Linked DNA regions of Mus musculus: all the other regions are linked to region 6. The links are chromatin contacts, called in public Hi-C, HiChIP or PLAC-seq, Micro-C and promoter capture Hi-C maps. All regions are on one chromosome and are shown on one strand. The core of a region is the stretch at or near the end of the contact, and the rest is flanking DNA. Distances in the headings are between cores, read along the strand shown. Region 1 holds the start of B4galt5 (UDP-Gal:betaGlcNAc beta 1,4-galactosyltransferase, polypeptide 5). Region 2 has its middle 24 kb from the start of Pard6b. Region 3 holds the start of Ptpn1 (protein tyrosine phosphatase, non-receptor type 1). Region 4 has its middle 13 kb from the start of Gm33108. Region 5 holds the start of E130018N17Rik (RIKEN cDNA E130018N17 gene). Region 6 holds the start of Tmem189 (transmembrane protein 189). Region 7 overlaps Ptpn1 (protein tyrosine phosphatase, non-receptor type 1).

The links. Promoter capture Hi-C pulls out the DNA fragments that hold promoters and counts their contacts. A called contact is a pair of places that touch in the nucleus more often than the background predicts. HiChIP or PLAC-seq counts read pairs in DNA pulled down with a chosen protein or histone mark.
Region 1: a contact with region 6 is called in a Micro-C map of embryonic stem cells, with 6 times the contacts expected there. The contact joins the promoter of B4galt5 here to the promoter of Tmem189 in region 6. A contact is called at or near these places in 3 of 39 promoter capture datasets (the C10 cell line, fetal liver and pre-B cells), 1 of 15 datasets of contacts at CTCF or cohesin (the NIH/3T3 cell line), 3 of 484 Hi-C or Micro-C datasets (B cells, embryonic stem cells and liver) and 2 of 115 datasets of contacts at active chromatin or transcription factors (effector CD8 T cells and pancreatic cancer cells).
Region 2: an HNF4G HiChIP or PLAC-seq map of pancreatic cancer cells shows a contact between it and region 6. The contact joins the enhancer-like site here to the promoter of Tmem189 in region 6. A contact is called at or near these places in 2 of 39 promoter capture datasets (hippocampal neurons and liver), 4 of 484 Hi-C or Micro-C datasets (the Ba/F3 cell line, adipose-derived mesenchymal stem cells, embryonic fibroblasts and 1 more), 5 of 115 datasets of contacts at active chromatin or transcription factors (craniofacial prominence, embryonic stem cells, extraembryonic endoderm stem cells and 2 more) and 1 of 9 other capture datasets (embryonic stem cells).
Region 3: an H3K4me3 HiChIP or PLAC-seq map of bone marrow-derived macrophages shows a contact between it and region 6, with 6 times the contacts expected there. The contact joins the promoter of Ptpn1 here to the promoter of Tmem189 in region 6. A contact is called at or near these places in 17 of 39 promoter capture datasets (the 3T3-L1 cell line, 3T3-L1-derived adipocytes, the C10 cell line and 10 more), 2 of 15 datasets of contacts at CTCF or cohesin (CD8 T cells and the NIH/3T3 cell line), 7 of 484 Hi-C or Micro-C datasets (B cells, bone marrow-derived macrophages, centroblasts and 3 more), 41 of 115 datasets of contacts at active chromatin or transcription factors (the 230-238 cell line, CD8 T cells, the SCID.adh cell line and 31 more) and 4 of 9 other capture datasets (adipose tissue, liver, macrophages and 1 more).
Region 4: a contact with region 6 is called in an H3K4me3 HiChIP or PLAC-seq map of craniofacial prominence, with 3 times the contacts expected there. The contact joins the enhancer-like site here to the promoter of Tmem189 in region 6. A contact is called at or near these places in 5 of 39 promoter capture datasets (cranial neural crest, frontonasal cranial neural crest, liver and 2 more), 3 of 115 datasets of contacts at active chromatin or transcription factors (craniofacial prominence, embryonic stem cells and kidney) and 3 of 9 other capture datasets (adipose tissue, embryonic stem cells and liver).
Region 5: a contact with region 6 is called in a promoter capture Hi-C map of hippocampal neurons, with 4 times the contacts expected there. The contact joins the promoter of E130018N17Rik here to the promoter of Tmem189 in region 6. A contact is called at or near these places in 2 of 39 promoter capture datasets (hippocampal neurons and liver) and 2 of 115 datasets of contacts at active chromatin or transcription factors (kidney and pancreatic cancer cells).
Region 7: a contact with region 6 is called in a Hi-C map of bone marrow-derived macrophages, with 22 read pairs. The contact joins the enhancer-like site here to the promoter of Tmem189 in region 6. A contact is called at or near these places in 12 of 39 promoter capture datasets (the 3T3-L1 cell line, 3T3-L1-derived adipocytes, the C10 cell line and 7 more), 2 of 15 datasets of contacts at CTCF or cohesin (CD8 T cells and the NIH/3T3 cell line), 1 of 484 Hi-C or Micro-C datasets (bone marrow-derived macrophages), 18 of 115 datasets of contacts at active chromatin or transcription factors (CD8 T cells, the SCID.adh cell line, T-cell acute lymphoblastic leukemia and 14 more) and 2 of 9 other capture datasets (adipose tissue and liver).

Annotation. Positions count from the first base shown.
Region 1 is chr2:167,347,823-167,350,522 of GRCm38.p6, forward strand. It overlaps B4galt5 (UDP-Gal:betaGlcNAc beta 1,4-galactosyltransferase, polypeptide 5), which reads right to left and starts at 1,356. Exons shown (of 9, transcript NM_019835.2): 1 at 1,096-1,356. The coding sequence starts at 1,210.
Region 2 is chr2:168,103,557-168,106,256 of GRCm38.p6, forward strand. No RefSeq gene overlaps it. Among named protein-coding and RNA genes, the nearest start is that of Pard6b, 24 kb to the left of the region's middle. Within about 2 kb of position 1,380, at least 68 of the 459 cell types and tissues checked have an H3K27ac peak or open chromatin away from gene starts, as enhancers often do. A contact at or near this core is called in embryonic stem cells, extraembryonic endoderm stem cells, liver and 1 more, where this site is marked.
Region 3 is chr2:167,930,897-167,933,596 of GRCm38.p6, forward strand. Ptpn1 (protein tyrosine phosphatase, non-receptor type 1) reads left to right here and starts at 1,431. Exons shown (of 9, transcript NM_011201.3): 1 at 1,431-1,660. The coding sequence starts at 1,598.
Region 4 is chr2:168,055,492-168,058,191 of GRCm38.p6, forward strand. No RefSeq gene overlaps it. Among named protein-coding and RNA genes, the nearest start is that of Gm33108, 13 kb to the right of the region's middle. Within about 2 kb of position 1,265, at least 46 of the 459 cell types and tissues checked have an H3K27ac peak or open chromatin away from gene starts, as enhancers often do. A contact at or near this core is called in craniofacial prominence, where this site is marked.
Region 5 is chr2:168,153,065-168,155,764 of GRCm38.p6, forward strand. It overlaps E130018N17Rik (RIKEN cDNA E130018N17 gene), which reads right to left and starts at 1,449. Exons shown (of 2, transcript NR_040327.1): 1 at 1,290-1,449; 2 at 1-687.
Region 6 is chr2:167,660,230-167,662,929 of GRCm38.p6, forward strand. It overlaps Tmem189 (transmembrane protein 189), which reads right to left and starts at 1,315. Exons shown (of 6, transcript NM_145538.2): 1 at 1,144-1,315. The coding sequence starts at 1,267.
Region 7 is chr2:167,957,523-167,960,222 of GRCm38.p6, forward strand. The region is part of intron 1 of Ptpn1 (protein tyrosine phosphatase, non-receptor type 1); the gene reads left to right. Among named protein-coding and RNA genes, the nearest start is that of Ptpn1, 27 kb to the left of the region's middle. Within about 2 kb of position 1,444, at least 169 of the 459 cell types and tissues checked have an H3K27ac peak or open chromatin away from gene starts, as enhancers often do. A contact at or near this core is called in CD8 T cells, the NIH/3T3 cell line, the SCID.adh cell line and 9 more, where this site is marked.

The sequences.
Region 1 (2,700 bases), core at 106-2,605, 310 kb before region 6:
GACAGTCTCAAGTTAGCTTTTCCATCTTCCCAGGTCAGGCTGACAGCATGAAACACCAACTTTAAACATCAAGTGAAACAAGCTTTAAAAAAAAAAATAATCAGGGGAGAGACTCTCTCCCTCTCTCCCTCTTTCTCTGGAAATTTCTCTGCCAGTTCAGAGTTGCCAGGTCAACAGGGAACACCAGCATTTACTACTCCGATCTCAAAGGCACTTCCCCTAAGCGGCACCCATCCCAACCATCCAGAATTCTCGCCCTCGGCCCCACCCCCAACAGCATCTTCTCATTTTTCACCAAGGGCTGAAGTTTTCACTAGCACTCCAAGACCACACTAAGGGAGGCAAGTCGCATTCCTTAAAACTCTTTCCTTCTGTCCCCCAAACTACCTGTAACAGCGAATATTTATTTATTATGTATGTATTTATTTCGAAGACGTTGGGCGTCCGCTATAGGGAGAAAAGCTTAAAGGGCATTTATGGCCCTCTGTCCTTTAAAGGCTGGGATTCGTGTCCCCATTTTACAGAGAAGAGAAGCTGAGGGCCCAAGGTCATACAGGACATCTGACCTCAGTGTCCTCTGCCTTTAACCCTCTCGCTGCCTTTGCCTTCTCATCAGCGTCCAGTCTGTTCCGGGAAGGGCTCGTTTTCTCTCCAGGCGGTCTCCCCCTCTAAAGGGCGGACCTTGGAGAACTGCTACCCATTCCGTTTCTTCTCTGGGCGACCCCCCCCTCCCTTCCACCTGGCACCGCTTCTTCAAGGCCCCTGTCACAGCACCTCCTCCATGGCCAATTCAAACTTCCCATCGGTCCCCAGAGCAGGTCGGGTCCGCTATGAGCGGCGGGCGAGCGGCGGGCTCCAGGGAGGAGGGGGGGGAGGGGAAAGGGGCGCGCAGCCCGCAGCCCCGCCGGGTCTGGGCAGCCAACGCGCGGCCGCGGAGGGCGCGGGCGGCTGCGTCAGGGAGGAGGCCGCGTGTGCGGGCGGGCTGCGGGGTGGCGCGGCAGGAAACGGCGAGTCACGGAGCGCGGGGTCGGCCGGGGCGGCGGCGCGGGCCGCAGCGGGAAGAGGCGTGGGGTGGCCGCAGGGTCGCCTTCCTACCTATGCCGGGCGCCACATAGACGAAGTAGAGCAGCGAGGACGACAGCGAGAAGAAGAAGAGCGCGGCGAGCAGCGAGCGGCGCGGCAGCCGCAGCAGCCCCCGGCGGGCGCGCATGCTGAGCCGGCGGCCGCTCGAGGGCCAACCCGGGCCCCGCTCCCGCCGCTCCGGTCCGCCGCCTGGGCCTCGGCCGCCGCCTTCCGGGCTTCGCGCGCCGCCGCCTCGCCGCTTTCAGCCGCCGGCCGCCGCGGGCCGGGCCACATGAGGCGGGAGGGGGCCGACGACCAGAGGAGCTCAGCGGCGGGGGCGAGGCGGGCGGGGCGGGGCCTGTTAGGAGGGCGGGGTGAGGGGCGGGGTCTGATGCTGAGGGCGGGGCGAGGGCAAGGGCCGCAGTCTGAGGAGCAGATGGAGGTACCAGACCTGAGGCAGGCCTGATGGGGACCGAGTAAGGGCGGGGCCTAAACTGGGGGCCGGACGAGGGCGGGGCCTGATGTTAAGGGTGCCTCCGCGAGCCTGAGAACACCGGCGGGGACCGGGCTTGAAGTCTGATGGGGAGGGGGATAAGGGCGGGGCCGGGAGCATAACAAGCATTTTGCGGGAGCCTGAGCCTGAGGCCTGACGGGGAGGAGAGAAGGGCGTGGCCTGAGGCAAGGGGGCGGGAATGGGCAGGGCCTACAGTCCGGGGAGCGCATCTGTGGGGCGGGGCCTGGATGTGGGGGCGGGGCGGGGCGGGGCGGGGTTCACGCGCGAGCACTCTAGCCGCAAGATCCTCGAGCGGCCGCCGCCCATGCTGGCAGGAAGCGGCTCGCTAGTACGACTTGGTTCCCGTGCGAGCTCCCCACGCGGGGATCGAGGGGTGGTGGACAATGTGTGAATAGCCAGGTAGCCCGCCGCTGCAGCAGAGCAAGGATGCAGAGGCCGGGGCATTCGTGTTCGCCCTCACTCATCCATTCATTCCAGACACCATTTATGATAAAGTGGCAGTTACGGGTCCTGGGGCCGGGGATGCTCCACGGAGCAAAGATTCCTCTGGGAACCTGTATTAATGCGAATAAGAAAAAAATCAATATAACAGATGATGATGATAAGAGATATGAAAACAATTAGACATGAAGATGTTTCGGATGCATTCTACTCTAGTCTGAGATTGAGGGGGAAGCCTCTCCTTCCTGGGTGGCATGAACACAAAAGAATGTGAAAGTGCCAGGTGGAGAAAGAGTGGTCCCACTAAGGGGAACTACAAATGCAAAAGCCGGAAGGAAGGAAGAAGGGGCTTGATCCGCCTTCAATGAATCCAAGGATAAAATCCCAGGAAAGAAGAAGAGATCCAAACAAGGTCACATCCTACAGGACAGAACAGTGGTGACAACTGTCAATGTTAAGACACCGAGAAACAGGGCTTCTTAGCCAGTAACAGCCTCTCTCTAAGTCCTGAGATCGTGGCTCCCCTACCCCCACTTTGGCCCCATTGCACCGATGAGAAAACTGAAGCTTCTGGAAAGAGAAGCAAGTCGTCTAAGTTGTGAAGTAAGGGCTCAAATCAAAAGTGGCCTGCCACCGGGGCTTGACCACTAACCCCATTTCTCATTCTGCACTGTCATGTGCAC
Region 2 (2,700 bases), core at 130-2,629, 440 kb after region 6:
TGAGACACAGGCTAACCTTGGGGAGGTGTCCTGGCCTCTCAGGAGAAGCTTCACGTACAGACATCCTGTCTCAATACAACAAAAGTAAGCAGTGTACCAGACACGGACTGGAGAGACGGCTCAGTGGTTAGACACTGCTCATTTAGAAGACCCAGGTTCAGTTCCCAGCACCCATGTCTGACGGCGCAGAACAGCCTTACCTCCAGCTGTAGGGGATCCAGCGTCCCCTTCTAGCCTCCGTGGGCACCCATGCACGTGACATTCACTTATGGTCACAAATCTCATGTGTGAGACAAATAACCCTCTGCAGCAGCGTGTGGGACTATAGAGTGCTAAATATCCTTGCTGGTTCTATTGTCCTGGGTCTGGAGTGGGACAGGGCGGATAGGGCTGACAAATGGGGGCCCTGAACCCCTGAAGCAGAGGGTTCTGGGTAACACTGCCTGGTCTGGAGCATACAGTGTAGGTCAGGCTGATTCTATCACGAGTGCGGGAACTGTAGGTTTGTTTAGTTTTAGGACAGGGTCCCCTGAAACCTAGACTGGCCTCAGACTCACTCAATACCCTAAGATGACTTTGAACTCCCAATCCTCCTGCCTCTGCTTCTCTAGTGCTGGGAACTATAAAACTCGAGCCACCCACCTGGCTTTTTTTCTTCCTAGCCTCCTGGGGATTGAACTCAGGAACTTGAGCAGGCGAGGCAACACTAAAGCTCTGACTGGTAGTCTCAGCTCTATATGGTTTCTAGCTATAATAAGCCTTCAGGAGTTGTGTCTTCTACACCCATCAGCTTCTATGCTGCATCAAGGGGGGAACCCATTCTAGGAGCCTGGAATTCATTTCCACTTGCGTCATTGGCAGGCTCTGTAGACAAGGCTAGCTCTTAGAATGACCGACGTTCTCACCGTAGCAACTCAGATCGGTCTGGAGCAGTCCTGGCCTGCATATCAGGAAGGTGAAGGAATGTGGACCTTCAGAAACAGTTCTGATGGCTCCGCCAAGTCCTCACAGCAGGGCAGGAATCGCCGAAGGCATGCAGTGAACCCTGGAGAACCCCAGGCTGCGTGACTGTGCTGTGTCATCTGCTAGGAGACAAGCCGCCATTTGACCCAGGACAACCCACCAATGTCTATCAGCACAGCCTTCTCTGTCCAGATTTCTAGGATGCTCAGGGGTGTGTGGCCCGAGGAGGCTGCTCTCAACTCAGGCATGCAGCCTGTACCAAGTTCTAGAACATAACTTGTTCCCAGACTACCTGGCCAGGAGGGACAGAGATCCAAGTAAAGCTATTTCCAGCCCTCAGCTGTTTGTCACAGGTATGTGCCCTAACGGACTGCCCCAGTGTGTGCTTAGTGACTCAGAAACTAAATCATTAACTACGCAGAGAGCTGGAGAGCCACAGAGCGCCCGCCTTCCAGGGATGCTGGGACAATACTGAATGAGGGTAACAGTGCCAGGCAGGCTTCTCGGAGAGATGTAAGCAACCTTCGCCGCCCGCGATTGGAATCAGAGAGCAGCCATAATAACTCAACAGTCCACACAGGGACCGGACAAAGGGTGGTTATTCCTCCGGGTGAATCAGGGGAAACTGGTTTCAAAACACACAGGGGGGCTGGGAGGTGGCTCAGCAGATAAAGGCATTGCCAGCAAGCCTGAGGGCCTGTGTTGGATCCCCCAGGATCCACAGAATGGAAGGAAGGGACTCCTGAAAATTGTCCTCTGGCCTGCATTTGCAGGCCAGATGGCACACACATGTCAACGTACACATATGTAAACAGATGAAAAAAATGAAGAAAAATAAATAAAATCACATGGGGCCTAGGGGCGTGGCTCCGTTGGTAGAGCTTGCCTTGTGTCCACTCCGTTCTATGGCCAGCGCTCTGGAAGTGAAGGCCAAAGAGTCACGGTTCAAAGGTCATCCTCGGCTACATAGCAGATTTGAGGCCAGCTTGAGCTATGTGAGACCTTATCAGTAAACAAAGAAGCAAATTCACTTAGTCAAGAACGAGAGTCCACACTTGTAATCCTGGGAAGCTGAGGCAGGAGGATTGAGAGGTGGAGGTCACATGTAGAGCACTACATAAGGAGCACATGGCTCCAAACCACATATGTACTTTTCTTTAAAAAAAAAAGATTTATTTATTATTATACATAAGTACACTGTAGCTGTCTTCAGACACACCAGAAGAGGGCATCAGATCTCATTACAGATGGTTGTGAGCCACCATGGGGTTGCTGGGATTTGAACTCACGACCTCTGGAAGAGCAGTCAGTGCTCTTAACCACTGAGCCATCTCTCCAGCCCCGTACTTTTCTTTATTCATTTATTTCTGCTCTCTCTCTCCCCCCCCCCTATTTTTAATTGGGGAAGGAAGAGTGTGCACGCCACAGTTTGTGAGGTCAGCCCCTCTGCCACTTTCTGTGTTTTGTTTTTTCAGACAGGGTTTCTCTGTGTAGCCCTGGCTGTCCTGGAACTCACTCTGGAACCAGGCTGGTCCGGAACTCACAGAGATCCACCTGCTTCTACCTCCTAGGCTTAAAGCCCTCCCACCAGCAACCCTCCATCCTTCCATCTTTGTTGTTGTTGTTTTTTAGAGACAGGGTTTCTCTGTATAGCCTTGGCTATCCTGGAACTCACTTTGTAGACCAGGGTGGCCTCGAACTCAGAAATCTGCCTACCTCTGCCTCCCGAGTACTGGG
Region 3 (2,700 bases), core at 181-2,680, 270 kb after region 6:
ATTTCCCCAGGGAAGGCAATCCCATCCTTCACACATACTTCAAGGAACCCAAGCATCGGAACCAACATTCAGTGCTCACCCTGGGCAGTCTGAACAAACCACAGAATCTGCACCCAGATGACATCAGAGAGGAAGATTTTTTTTTTCTTTTAAACATGTTTTTAGATTTATTTGTATGATGGTTTTGTATGCATGTATGTACAGTAGTATGGTATCACATGTATACCCTGTGCCCTTGAAGGTCAGAAGACGGCCTGAAACTAGAGTTAGGATGGTTATGAGTCACCAACAAACCCCAAGGAAGATTTTTTCCCTTTTGGTTGTTTTTTTGTTTTGAGAAGGGGTCTCACTGTATAACTGGCTGTCCCGGAACGATGTAGACCAGGCTGGCCTGGAACTCAGAGACCCCTTGCTTCTACCTGGAGAGTTTAAAGGCAAGTGCCACCACATCTGGTCAGGATTTTCTTGATACTGGAGAAAGACAGAAAACTAGCACCACATGTCCCATCCGTTCATTCTGCCAGGGTAAAAACTCTTATGGACTTTCCCAAGTTTCATGAGAGCAGAGTGGCCAGCTGGGTGTTAGCACCTGTCCAAAACTCCGGAGACTGAGGCAGGCAGATCCAGAGCTGGAGGCTGGCCTGGGTTACGTAGTGAACTCCAGGCCAGCTCGGGCTATAGAGTGATTCGTTGTCTAAAACGAACACTCTGCTCGCTGGGATGTGGCCGGAGTAGGTCCTAGCATGCACGGAGCTCTGGTTTATCCCCCGCAATGCATGTCTGTGATTCCAAGACGTGGGAGATGGAGGCGAGAGGATCATCCTTCGCCTGACAGCAAATAAGAGGTTATCCTTGGCCTGACAGCAAGTGAGAGGCCAGCCTGGAATATCGTGACCCTGAGTTAAAAATAAAGAACGGAGCCCGAAGTGATGGCACACACCTTTAATCCCAGAACTCGGGAAAAAGGCAGCCGGATTTATGAGTTCGAGGCCAGTCTTGGTCTACAGAGTGAATGTGAGGACGTCCAGGGCTACGCACAGAAACCCTGTCTGGAAAAACCAAGACAAAAAGGAAAAAAAGAAAAAAGAAAAACAGACCGGGACAGGAAACGCCGCTCCCACTCAACCGCCCAGCTCGAGGCCACGCCCTCGCCGCCTGACTCAACCGGCGGGCTTGAGGCTCGAACTCAGGATACTCCCCGAGTCCCGCCTCGGCCCACGCGCCGTGGGCGCGCCGCCGGGGGTCGCTTGGGCAACGGGCGCGCGCCCTCCGGAGCGCGGAACCCGGGAAGCCGCACGCGGCGCGCGCAGCAAGTCTGCTCCTCGGGTTCGGGCCTCGTCCGCGATGCCCCGCCTACCGCTCCGCCCCCGCGGAAGTGCCGGCCGCCTTTTCGCTAGCTGACTGGTCCTCCCGTACAGAGGGCGGAGCTCGCGGTGAGGCGGGGGTGCGTACTTCCGGCTGCCGGCTTGACATGCAGAAGCCGCTGCTGGGGAGCTTGGGGCTGCGGTGGTGGCGGGTGACGGGCTTCGGGACGCGGAGCGACGCGGCCTAGCGCGGCGGACGGCCGTGGGAACTCGGGCAGCCGACCCGTCCCGCCATGGAGATGGAGAAGGAGTTCGAGGAGATCGACAAGGCTGGGAACTGGGCGGCTATTTACCAGGTGCGGAGCCGGGGGCCCCTAGGCCGCGCCGTCTCCCCGACCCTCCCGGCTCGGGGGACTCCTGTCGCGCATCCTCGTCGCCCTAGACCCCTCTTGGGGTTCGCGGCCCCTGCGACACCCCCACTCGCCTCTATCTCTCCGCGGTCCCTGTCATCTTCGAGCTCCCCCCGCAAACCCGACCCCAACATGGCCCAGCCACCCTTTGTCCCCACTGGTCCACACCCCTGCCGCTTCCTTGTCTGGACTGGACCACCTCAGGCCCTCTTCCTTTGTCTCCTGGGGAGGAGGGTGGGCTCGCCGACACCCCCGCCCCCTCACATTTCACTTCCTCGGGCCTCGGTGTGCGGTGGTGGAGGCCCGGGGATGACAGCCCCCTTACTCCTTCCTGTCCATTCATTTGTTAGACGTGAGCTGGAGGGTCTCTTCGGTGCTAGGCTTTGGAGCTGGTGTGTATTGAACGCCACCGTAGACCTAACCTATCCCCCCCCCCCCGAGAGGCTATAGTCACACAGACATTCAAATACTGATCATTGCATCTGGTGACAAGTGTTGAGAAGAGAAAGACCTGTTCTGGTGGAGGGTGACTGTACGCAAAGGGGCTGCCTTGTCTAGGGCATCACCGGCAGGGCTGCTAGCGGCTCGACAGGGAAGGAGACTTGCTCTTTGAATAGACCAAGGAGTGACAAGCCATGAGGTTAGGCGACTAACTAGGGGGACACAGAACCCATTCCTATAGCTGCCTGACCCTCTCCAAATGGCCTCTTTCTTTTGTCTTTTATCCTTTGACCGTGAGCTGAGATGGTTTCTGTTTTCTGTGATCCGGTCCACTTGAGGGGTTCTGGTGGTTCATTAAAAAAAAAAAAAGTATTATGAAAGTAGGGTTCTCCCCCCCACCCCCCGCCATGTATGAAACAGTGAATTGAAAATGCAAAGATGTCTTTGCAAGCAGCTAAGTCCTCTAAAGAAAACAAATCTTCCGATTAAATGTCAGTGCGGGGGTTGTGAGGATTAACCATACTCGCCAGGCATCTTAAATAAGC
Region 4 (2,700 bases), core at 15-2,514, 400 kb after region 6:
AACCCACACAACAGCTCACAACTGCCTGTAACTTCTGTTCTAGGGAATCTGACAACCGTCTTCTGGACACACACATACACACACACATACACACACACACACACACACACACAGAGAGAGAGAGAGAGAGAGAGAGAGAGAGAGAGAGAGAGAGAGAGAGAGAGAGTAAACTAATAAATCATTTATTTTTAAGGCTGGAGCACGTAATTAATTAGTATATACACATCACCATTAGCATCCCCTAATACAGCTTTTTTTCTCAATTCCCTGCACCCGAGAGGAGAAACCTTTATTTCCAAGGACCCCATGGCTTTGTGGGGTCCCATGCCTAATTCACATGGAGACCTGTTAGAAGCCAGGAGCTCTGCAGTTTATCCCTTTCCTGAAAATGACAGAGACAAACCTGTGAAAGGGAGCCCTGAGGGGAGACAAGAACCAGCATGGAAGTCCTTATCAACCTCAGGAGCTTTCAGCTCTGACCAGGTCCCTTACCTGCTCCTGCCTGGAGATAGATGTTCTCATGTACCAGCCCCTGGCAACTCCGTGCTCCCAGCCTGACCCCTCTGGAGCCTCACTCCAGGCCTTTCTGATGCGCCCCTCCCCCATGACAAACTGTGGTCCCGTAGCCTGTAGGCTCTGCGGAGCCTTGGGATTGACGAGGTCTACCTCTGGCGTGGACCAGAAACCTCAGTTTAGCTTGAGTGAAGCAGCCCTGAAATCTGGGAGCCTTATCAGTCAGGGGATGATTAGCGATTAGAGAGGTCGAGGCCTGACCCTAAAGATAGCCCTTCCTCCCACCCCAGAAGCCCCACAACACCCCCCCCCCCCAGCTCTTGTCAGAGTTAAATCTTTGCAGAAACCCAGTCCAGTTAAGTAAACTGTTTCCACACACAGGCAGCCATAGGGCTTCTCTGGAGGCATCTGGAGGGCCTGTGTTTCTCCACGTGGTGACTGTCATCTCTGTAACATACCACTGAGAGTGAGCCCAGCATTCCAGAGATGACTCCACCAGCTGAGGAATTCTGTTGGCCCCTGGTGTGTAGGACTTCTGTGAGATGTCTGAGTTTGCGATGAGACCCTCAGCTGCATCTTTCATGATCTGATACGACACTTCTGTCATGTCCTGTCCCCGCACCCCCCCACCCCGCCACCGTGCATGCCTGTCTTTGCCATAGATTTCTAGTAAACTGCTCAAGTATGCACAGCCTAAATTGAACCCTGATGGCGGGGCGCTTGCTCCCGGGCCCCTCTTCAAAGCCTGATGGTTTACACGGCTCTGGAAACAACAGGGCCAGTGCGCAGTTTATTTGGGTTGGCTGGTTTCGTGCTGCTCGGAATCTGCTTTGGGGGTTGGGGGGGAGGGGGTGGGACAAACCCTGCCCGTGTTTAGATTTATAATTTATATTCCAAGCACAAATACCTCATAATGGAGCTGGAAATGAGAACCAACCATGAGCAGGCCATTATGGGCTGGCATTGCGAGAGTGTGGTTACATTAAGGTACCCCAAACCTCTTTCTGTTAAACCACCCTCTGACTGACACGTGCCCATACAACGGGCACACTGCCGGCCTGGCCTCTGTACCCGTGTCCCAAGCCAGCTCTTCCCAATTGGAGATGGCTGCTCTGTGCTCAGTCCCCTGTGCTCCCTGTCCCGACCCCTCCCAGCTCCCATAAGCATGAGCAACGCATGAGCGTGCTTCAAAGTAAGGAGGAAGCCGAGACCCGGGAGCTTGAAAGTCCATTCCAGCCTCCGCAGGCTTCAGGCGGTGTCTGTTTTGTGGTGCTGCAGACCAAACCCTGAGCTTTGCAAATGCTAGGCTAGTTTTCTCCCCCTGAACTACACCACCATCCCTGGGATTGTGTCCTTGAGACAGGGTCTGACTGTGTAGCCTTCTACCTTGTTCTCATGGCTGCATTGCAGGTATGTGCTGTCACACTCAACTTCAAATAAGAGATTTTCATCAAATCTAGGCGTGGCCAAGTGCCGTGCTTGCCAGGGATTCCAGTGCTTGGGAGGCAGAGGCAGGAGGATCACTGCTAGTTTGAAGCCAGCCTGGTTGAAGTAGTGAGCTCCAGGCCAGTCAGGGCTGCATAGCTAAACCCTGTCTCAAACAAAGGAACAGGGCTGGAGAGATGGCTCAGCAGATAAGAGCACTGGCTGCTCTTCCAGAGGACCTGAGTTCAATTCCCAGCAGCCACATGGCAGCTGACAACTGTCTGTAACTCCAATTCCACAGAATCCAATACCTCTACATGCAGGCAAAATACATAAATGCACATAAAATGAAAATAAATTAATTATTAAAAAACAACGAGTAAAGAAAGAAAGATACTAATTAAGAAAAATAACCAGCCGGGCAGTGGTGATACATGCTTTTAATCCCAGCACTTGGGAAGCAGAAGCAGAGTTCGAGGCCAGCCTGCTCTACAGATCAAGTTCCAGGATAACTGGGGCTACACAGAGAAACCGTGTCTCAAAAGCAAAGCAAAGCAAAACAAAACCACAACAACAGAAAAAGGAAAAAAAAAAAAAAAAGAAAAGAAAAACAAACAAGTCATGATAGCTCAACTGGGTGTCAGAGGCAGGAGGATTCCTGCAAGTTTGTGGTTTGGGATTGGCTATGTAGTAAGACTCTGTTTCAAAAGAGAGAGAGGGAGAGAGAGAGAGAGAGAGAGAGAGAGAGAGAGAGAGAGAGAG
Region 5 (2,700 bases), core at 199-2,698, 490 kb after region 6:
CACCCCACCCCCCAAAGGAGGCTTTTGCTCCTAGGATTGTTCTTCAGTTGAAAATATTTCATGCTGAGCTCTGGGCTCCTTGAAAGCCCCACTTCAGGAGTTTGGGCCCCTTGTCCAATCAAAGGAGAGAAAAGAAACCCAGCCTTAGGTCAGTGGAGCAGGGCTCTGGGGAACGGAGCCTGAGGAGCAGGCCAGAGCTTAAGCCGCACACAAGAGCATCCCACCTGAAGACTGTTCCAGTCCGTGTGAAGGGAGCTTTGAGCCAGGCCTGTGCCCCCTCAGGTCTGCAGGAGACCATAGCTGATGTCTGCAGCCAACCTGGGTCTGCCCTCAGCGCCATGTGCCCAGAGGCTCAGTAGCTCACTAATTTGTTGTTAACCACTGTTTGTTTCCTGCCAAGCCAAAACATCTTGTTCATGAGGTTTTACCTTGATGAATTTTCTCCATGAGAGGTACTTTCCAGTGAAGGAAGGATCCAGGACTCAGGGCAGAGGCTGTCCATGCAGCAGGCAGTCTGGCTATGGTGGCCTAGACTGGCTTTTCACCTTAATCCAGCAGGGCTAGAAGAGACCAGGAGGCCAGGTGGTCCCAGGAAAACTAGTCAGGGGCCCTGGTGGCAGAAGGGACACTTTGCCCACAGCAGAGCAGGCATGAGACGGAACTGCAGGGAGACGGGAACAGATTCTCCTGTTTGGGAAAAAGCTGGACGTCAGACATTTTTTTATTTTTGAAACAAGGTCTTGCTTTGCAGCCCTGGCTGGCCCAGAACTTGGCATGTAGACCAGGCTGCATGTTGGCCCCGCAGCAAGGCTTAGCCTGGGTATACTGGTACACTCCTGTAATCCCAGCATTTGGGAGGAAGAGGCAGGAAGATCAGAAGTTTCAGGTCAGCCTCAGATTAGCTAGAGATGACCTTTAACTCCTAATCCTCCTGCCCCTGGCTCTGCCCCTTCAGAGGCCTCTGAGATCAGATGCATAGAATGAGGGACATCTGTCCATCAGGTTGTACTAGCTCCAGCCCAGACTTCCCAGCTCTTAGCTTTGGCCCCTGATTCTGACGTCTTATAAAAACTCCAGAGACAGGTGACTCCACTTTACAAGGAAGGAGCTCTAGGCTCAAAGACCTCACAGTGTCCCTCTCCCTGCCTGTGTTCTGTCTGGGTGGACCATAGCCTCTGTCCTACCCATGGTGACACGTGGGCGAAAGGATCTGACCCCAGCTATGAAGTCCCAGAGGGACCCTGGGTAGGATCCCTCGGCTACCATCTACCCAGTTACATTTCCAGTACCTGCAGAGGGCACGTGCTCTTCCTCAAGGTTGTGCACCCAGTAGGTGCTCAATACATTCCAGAGATATCTGACCTTCCAGCTCTGTTTGGCTCTCTGTCTGACAGCAGAGAGCTGACAGAGAAGAAATGGCGGCTGTAGGGAATGCTGCCCTGCCCTGGCTGGCCTGTAGGGGTCGTCCTTGGGTGCTAGGCTTGGAGTCCCTCCCTTCCCCACCCCCAGCCAGCAGGAGAGAGGCTTAGCTGGGCCTCCTCCCCCAGCGGGGGGCCCCAGGAGGGCCATGGGGAGGAGCCTGCCTGGCTGGAGCTGGGAGGGCTCTTGCTGAAACACAAAGCAGCCAGGGGAGGTTCCAGGCGCCTGCTGGCAGCTCTGAACCGGCTTCTTTCTCTTCCTGCCTTCAGCAGTCCTGGTGGTAAAAACGCCGCATGACAGATGGCTAATACCGAAGCAAAGATGGAGGCCGAGTCCCACACCTCCCCAGCACCCAGCCTCCTACACAATCATGCTTTTGTGTGTGTGTGTGTGTGTGTGTGTACACGCTCATGCCAAGGCAGCAAGCATACCTGTAGTGGTCAGAGTACAAGAGGTCAAATTGTTTCTGGGTTTTTGTTTTGTTTTGTTTGTTTGTTTGGTTGGTTGGTTTTTTGGAGAATCTTGTGTAAGACCAACTGGGTTGGAACTCTTGTTTTGTAGACCAGGGTGGTCACTTGCCTCTTCTTGCCAAATTTTGGTATTAAAGGTAAGCACCACCCTGTCTGGCTTAGAGAGCAGTTTATGGGCATTGGATCTTTCCACCATGTGAGTCCCTAGGATGGTGGAACCATTTGTCAGGCTTAGCAGCAAGCACCTGTACTCACTGAGCCATCTCATTGGCCCTGACCTGTGTTTTCAGATGGTTGTGTTCATGTTAAAGCTTTGGGGAGAGTCAGTTGGATTCTCATTATGACCGTGAGACGTTTTTATTTGGTGGTGGTGGGGTGTTTGTGTAGGCATAATGAGAAGCACCCCAACTTATTTGGTGGGGACACACTCAAAATTTCCTTTTCGCAAATCTGTGTCGTCCTCTGATGTCTGGGGCTTGTATGGTGACATGATTAATGGAACCTGCCTCTACTCCTGGGATCCCAAGAGCATCCAACCCAGGAGTGACAACCTGGAAGCTGTCCAACACAGCCAGATGCCCCTTGAAGGCCCGATGTCTGTCCTGGGTTATCAGATGGAAGATGGCTGTGGATAGTGGCCCAAGGCCAAGGGGTCCACCCTGTCTCCTCTGAGCTATCTGTGGTAATTTCCAGAAGGAACCCTGAGCTTCAAGCTCAGTAGGTAACGGCCTTGCCTAAGGAGCCTGAGCACCTGAGCTCTGTCCCTTGACCCCGAATTTCAAAAGCAGGGTGTGCAACCAAGTATGACCTT
Region 6 (2,700 bases), core at 65-2,564:
AGAGCGGGTTGGAGCCAGTGCCAGTTAGGATAAGAGCATGTCAAGAAGCAAAGAAACCAGAGAGGGGACCTGGCTTTGGGGGAAGGGGTGGAGCCAGGGAAAGGGGCTCCGGGTGGTGATAAGTGTATCCCACAAAGTCCTAATGGGCAGCTAGTGTGTGGGTGTGGGAGAGGACAGAGCCAGACTCAATAGGGTCTGAATCGCTGCCGAGAATCTACCAGTAAGAGGTGAGGGCTGCCGGTCCCAATGGGAGGGGGAGGGGATAAGTTCACTGCAGCTACTGAAGCAGGGACCATGATGGAGCTTATGGGAAGAGCGCCTGGGATATTTTGCAGCTGAAATCCAAATCGGGGCCCTAGAGGCTAGAGAACTGTTAGTCCCAGAAGGGGGGTTAGTTTGCAACCCACGGTCTTGGAAAAAACGCACAGAGTGTAGACTCGTAACGTGGGGGTCCTAGGACTGCGTGTGAGTTTAGGTGGCTAAGGGCAGTGCCTGCGACTGAGATGTCTAAGGCTTCGCGCTGCCTGAGAACCGGAAGCCTTGGACTGGGATTTAGGAAGACAAGGCAGGCCAGGGTGGGGTTCCTAAACTGCCCAAGGTGCCCTGGGGCTAGGACTCTGGATGCGCAGGTGCATTGGGGCTGTTCCTAAATCTCTGCAACCCCAAAGCCTCACGGCTCGGAGTAGGAAGGGGTTTAGTTAGGGTCCCAAGATCTAGGGGTGCTCTTTGCAAAGTTGGAAGCCCTGGAGTTCCGCTTTGGGTGGAAGCTGGGATTAGATTGGGGGCAGGGTTAGGATGGGGCTAGGGTTCGGATGGAGTGCGGTTCGGATCCAAGGGCGTCCAAATGGGCTGCTGGAGTTCGGATCTGGGTAGAGTTCAGATCTCGGCATTTCGGATGGGCTGGGGTTTGGATTCGTGGGGGTTCGGACGGGTTGGGTCGAAGTGAGGTTCGAATAGGTTGGGGTTCTAATCCGTGGACTCAGGATGGGTTAGGGTTCGAATCCGGGGACTTCGAATGGGCTAAGGTTCGGATCCAGAGGGCTCAGATGGGTTAGGGTCCAGGTGTTCGGACCGCCTGGGGTTCGGTCGGGGCGGGCCCGGCGCCGAGCACCCATCAGATCGCAGGCCCTCCATCCGTCCTACCTGGCGAGTAAAGCGCCGCCAGCTCACGGGCTCCCGCGTGCTGTGCGCCCCAGCGCCGGCCCTCCGCCGTCTCGTCCTCGTCCAGCTCCGGCTGCCGGCCCGGCGCGTCCTCGGCGCCCGCCATGGCCCGTCGCCCGGCCCGCCCGCTGCGCTCTGCCTGCAGCGGCGGCGGCCGCGGAACCGCGGCGATATCACGCCGCCCAATGACCGGCCGGCGCGGGGCGCGGCGGCCGGGGCGGGGCGTCGGCGGGGCCCCGCGTCACAGCCAATCGGAGCCCGCGCCCGCGCCGCGCCCGGCCAATCGCAGGCCTTCGGGCCTCAGCCAACCGCGGCGCCGGGGGGCGGGGTCGCAGCTGGACGCAGCTGGACGCGGAAGGCAGGGTGGATGTGCGCGTCCCCGCTGCGCCCCGCGAACTCGCGTACCGCGCTGGAGGCAGGGAGTACGCGCTGCGAAGCGCCTACGGAGTGCATGGCTACTGCAGATCGTGCATTCGCTAGGAAGCTGCTGGACGGGGCAGCACATCGGCTGCACGCGCTAGGTTTCATTTCACTACCCAGGAGTGTCTCGCGTTCGAGGCCAGCCTGAGCTACATTGCAAGACTCAATCACGGAACATAAGAAGTAATATTGCCTTCTGAGAGGCCGCTCGTGACCACCTGCTGGGGTGCCCCCTCCTCTGGTCACTGTGACATCACCCTCACGCTACTCAGAGCTTGTCAGGAGTAACTGTCTCTCTATCAGGAAAGGAGCCCCTGAGGGCAGGGACTCTGCCTGGGCCAACAGCTGACAGATTTTAGGAGAGGTTGAATGAATTCCGGGTCAGAGAACGTGCTTCTGTCTTTAAGGCATTAGCATTAAGAGAGCTAAAGGCTTATGTAAAGTCCTTAAGGGATGATAAACAGCGTCCACCCTGGGGCTGCAAGACTGAGAGGTGCCTGGGGCCCGCAGAGGGAACTTAAGATCTGAAGAATTTTTCCAAGGCTCCATCTTCGTTCTTCTCTAAGATTTAAGCTTCATATTTCTCAGCTGCCAGCCTCCCCAGGCTATCTCCTCTTCCCTCAGTGCTCCTTTCCTGGGTGGTCTCTGTCCGTTCCAAGCTCCTTCTCTGTCTCCTTACGTCTACTCAAAGGAAGAGCCACTCGGATGGCCGCGTCAGGCTGTAGCCCAAGTCCTTCCTGTTCCGATGAAGGTGACAGCCTGGCACTTGTATTAACTGCGCGATTAGATTTGGGGTGTCAGGGGTTCTGCTGAACTTGCTGTGGCAGGTGCTGGGTCTCAGACCCTCCCAAACTGCGCCTGTTAGCAAGAAGGCTAGGGTTGCAGATTAGGGCTGGAGATCCCAGAGGCCAGGACATCCTGATTGACAGACAAGACGGGTAGTCAGAACTAACTCTCTCTCACCGTTATTCAATTCACAGAGCACCAGCTTGGCCCTATGCAGAGTCTCTGAGATTTGCTGGAAATGACCAGGGAAGTCTCTTTCTGTAGTTTTTTTGTTGTTTTGTGTGCATGTGTGTTCTTGAGTGTCCATGTGTGGTCAAAGGGCAACACTTGGGC
Region 7 (2,700 bases), core at 194-2,693, 300 kb after region 6:
ATGTAGACGTTAAACACAGTGTTTTGGAGGCAGAGGCAGGCAGATGTTCCAGTGAGTTTCAGGCCAGCCAGGATTACACAGTGAGACCCTGTCTCAAAACTTTCAATTTTTTTCTTTCCATTAAAATTTTTTTATGTATATGAGTATTTTTTCTGCATATGTGCCAGTGATATGCACATGCCCTTGGTAGCCAGAAGAGGGCATCAGACCCCCTTGGGACCTGTGAGCCTCTGTGTGGGTGCTGGAGACCAAACTACAAGAGTGGTATTTTTGACCACTTAGCTATCACCCCAGCCTCAGCTCTGCCCCACCCAGACACACAAGACAGGGTCTCACTGTGTAGACCAAGCTTGCTGTCAACTTACAGAGATTCACCTGGCTCTGCCCGTGACTACTGGGATTAAAGGCAACCCCATTTAAATTTTCTTGCATTTTAATATCCCTATTTTTTTTAAATCTTTGGTTTGCTAAAATTTTGAAAAGAATGAATTTATTCCATAACATACTTCGTGGCTTGGTTTGGTTTTGACACAGGGTCCTCCTGGGTAGCTCATGAACTTGACATACTTCTGTCTCCTTGTAATGTTGGGATTCTTAGAGTGTATACATGCCTGACATACAGTCCTGTGTTCTGCCTAGACGTGAAAGGTCACCTGCACTTCTCCATGTAGGCTGACAGCTGAGATCTGAAGAGTCTCTTCCTGGTGTGGGCACAGTGCCAGGCTGCGTCTGGATGGCCTGAAGGAACGCCTGCCTGTGTGGAGCCTCATGCCTGCCTGCTTGCTTGGAATAGAATAGCCTCTCGGTCCCAGCTTGGGACTTTATTTTAAAGACTTACTTGTTTTATTTATATGAGTACACTGTAGCTGTCTTCAGACACACCAGAAGAGGATAACAGATCCCATTACAGATGGCTGTGAGCCACCATGTGGTTGATGGGAATTGAACTCAGGACCTCTGGAGTAGCAGTCAGTGCTCTTAACCCCTGAGCCATCTCTCCAGCCTGTGACTTCATTTTTGTGGTTTCACAAATCCATTCCTTCCAGTGCTATCATGCCTTCATCTCTGTGCCTCCTTCATCCTTGGTCTCTCACATCAGGTAGGAAAGCATGTGGCCTCTAGAAGAAGGTGGCCAGTGAGTATCTCATATGCCTTTTTCTTGGTTCTGGTTAGCAGAGCCTCACACAGCTTTCCAGGGACTTGGGAAAATCTTGACCAACATTGTTGTGTTTTAGTGAGCTGTTTTCTGCTCGTTCACACTGCTAAGTATGCAGGGAGCATCCATCCATTGCGGAAGGAGAGCACTGTCACTTCAGATCAGGGATGTCACTGGTGTTTCATGTGGCCTCTCCCTTGGGACCTTGGAAGGAGGAAACACAGTGGGCAGACTGGTTCCTGCCAGGAAAATTGTAGATATTGCTCTTGCAGATGCCTGCCAATTCCTTGTTAGTCAACTGTCCCACTGTCCCCCGGCAGGCAGCCAAGAGCCGGGTGAAGTTCTTACTGGCCTGATAGAAAGCAGAAGGTAAACAAAACAGAAGTGAAAGTCGATTTTTTTAGCCAGTTCTCTTACGGGAACAGTTTTGTGGTTCTCAGCATTTTAGTAGACACTGGTTCCAATATGTTTGATTGACATCAATTACTGTAAGTCTGATTCATTTTCTCCCTATTGATTTCTGCCCAAGGTGGAATTCATGACATTTAACAGAAAATGTAAGTGATGTCTTTATCAAGGGCTGTAAAAATTAGGGTCAAAGCCAGGGACACTTGCAAGTCTAACTGCGAGTGTGTCATCCTAGTTACCCGTGTAATCTGTGTAAGGTGAGCGGCAGCCCGACGCTCTGGCCTGCCACACTGAACTCAGAATGCTGCTTCTAAATGCAGTGTGGGCCAGGGTCACTTCACCAGTGTGAAGCCATTCATTCATATCCACGCTCCCACCCCCAGCCAGTTCAGCCTCTCAAAGCTGTTATTCTCAGTGCTAAAACCACATCAGTCCTTAGGGACCAAAAGTCATTGTTAACATAATTATGTAAGTGGCTTGTTCTTGTAAATGGCTTGAGGTCATCAGCAGTGACAGAGGTCACTTTGGTATTTTTAAGGGTTAGGTGTTTTGAGCAGCTGTACAAGCAGGAGGACTGTTAGCAGCACAGTGCTGAAGCCCTGGAGTCCACTCTGGGAGCCTCTCCGAAACTGCTGCTTCTCTGAAGCCATATCACCACCGCCCACACCCACACCTCTGTTCCTCTCTGTGACTGCAGCTGCAGCCTGGGTATTTTGCCCCTGTAGTTATTCAGTAAACCAGGTGTGCTTGTGCAGACTCCCAGCGCTTGTCTGCTGGGATTATTAGTTCAAGGTCATCCTCAGCTTCATAGGGAGTTGGAGGCTAGCCTAGGCTATGTAATATGTAAGTACCTGTCTCAAACAAAACAAAGCAAGATACAAAGAATGAAGTATTGTTTTCCATTCAAAGACAGCCTCTGGTGATCTATCTATTCTGATTGTTCTTTGCTCCACAAAATTTTTCTTTCTCCTTTGTAGTTAGACCCGGTTAATAAAATCTGCTGTGCACTCACCACTCTGAGGTGCTTACACACAGCATCTTAGGTGAGCCAGAGACAAGCGTGTGTGCTCTCAGCCATGGCTGCGCCTGGGTTCCAGGAAGTGCTTGCCTCTCAGCCCCCACTGCCCGGTCTATCT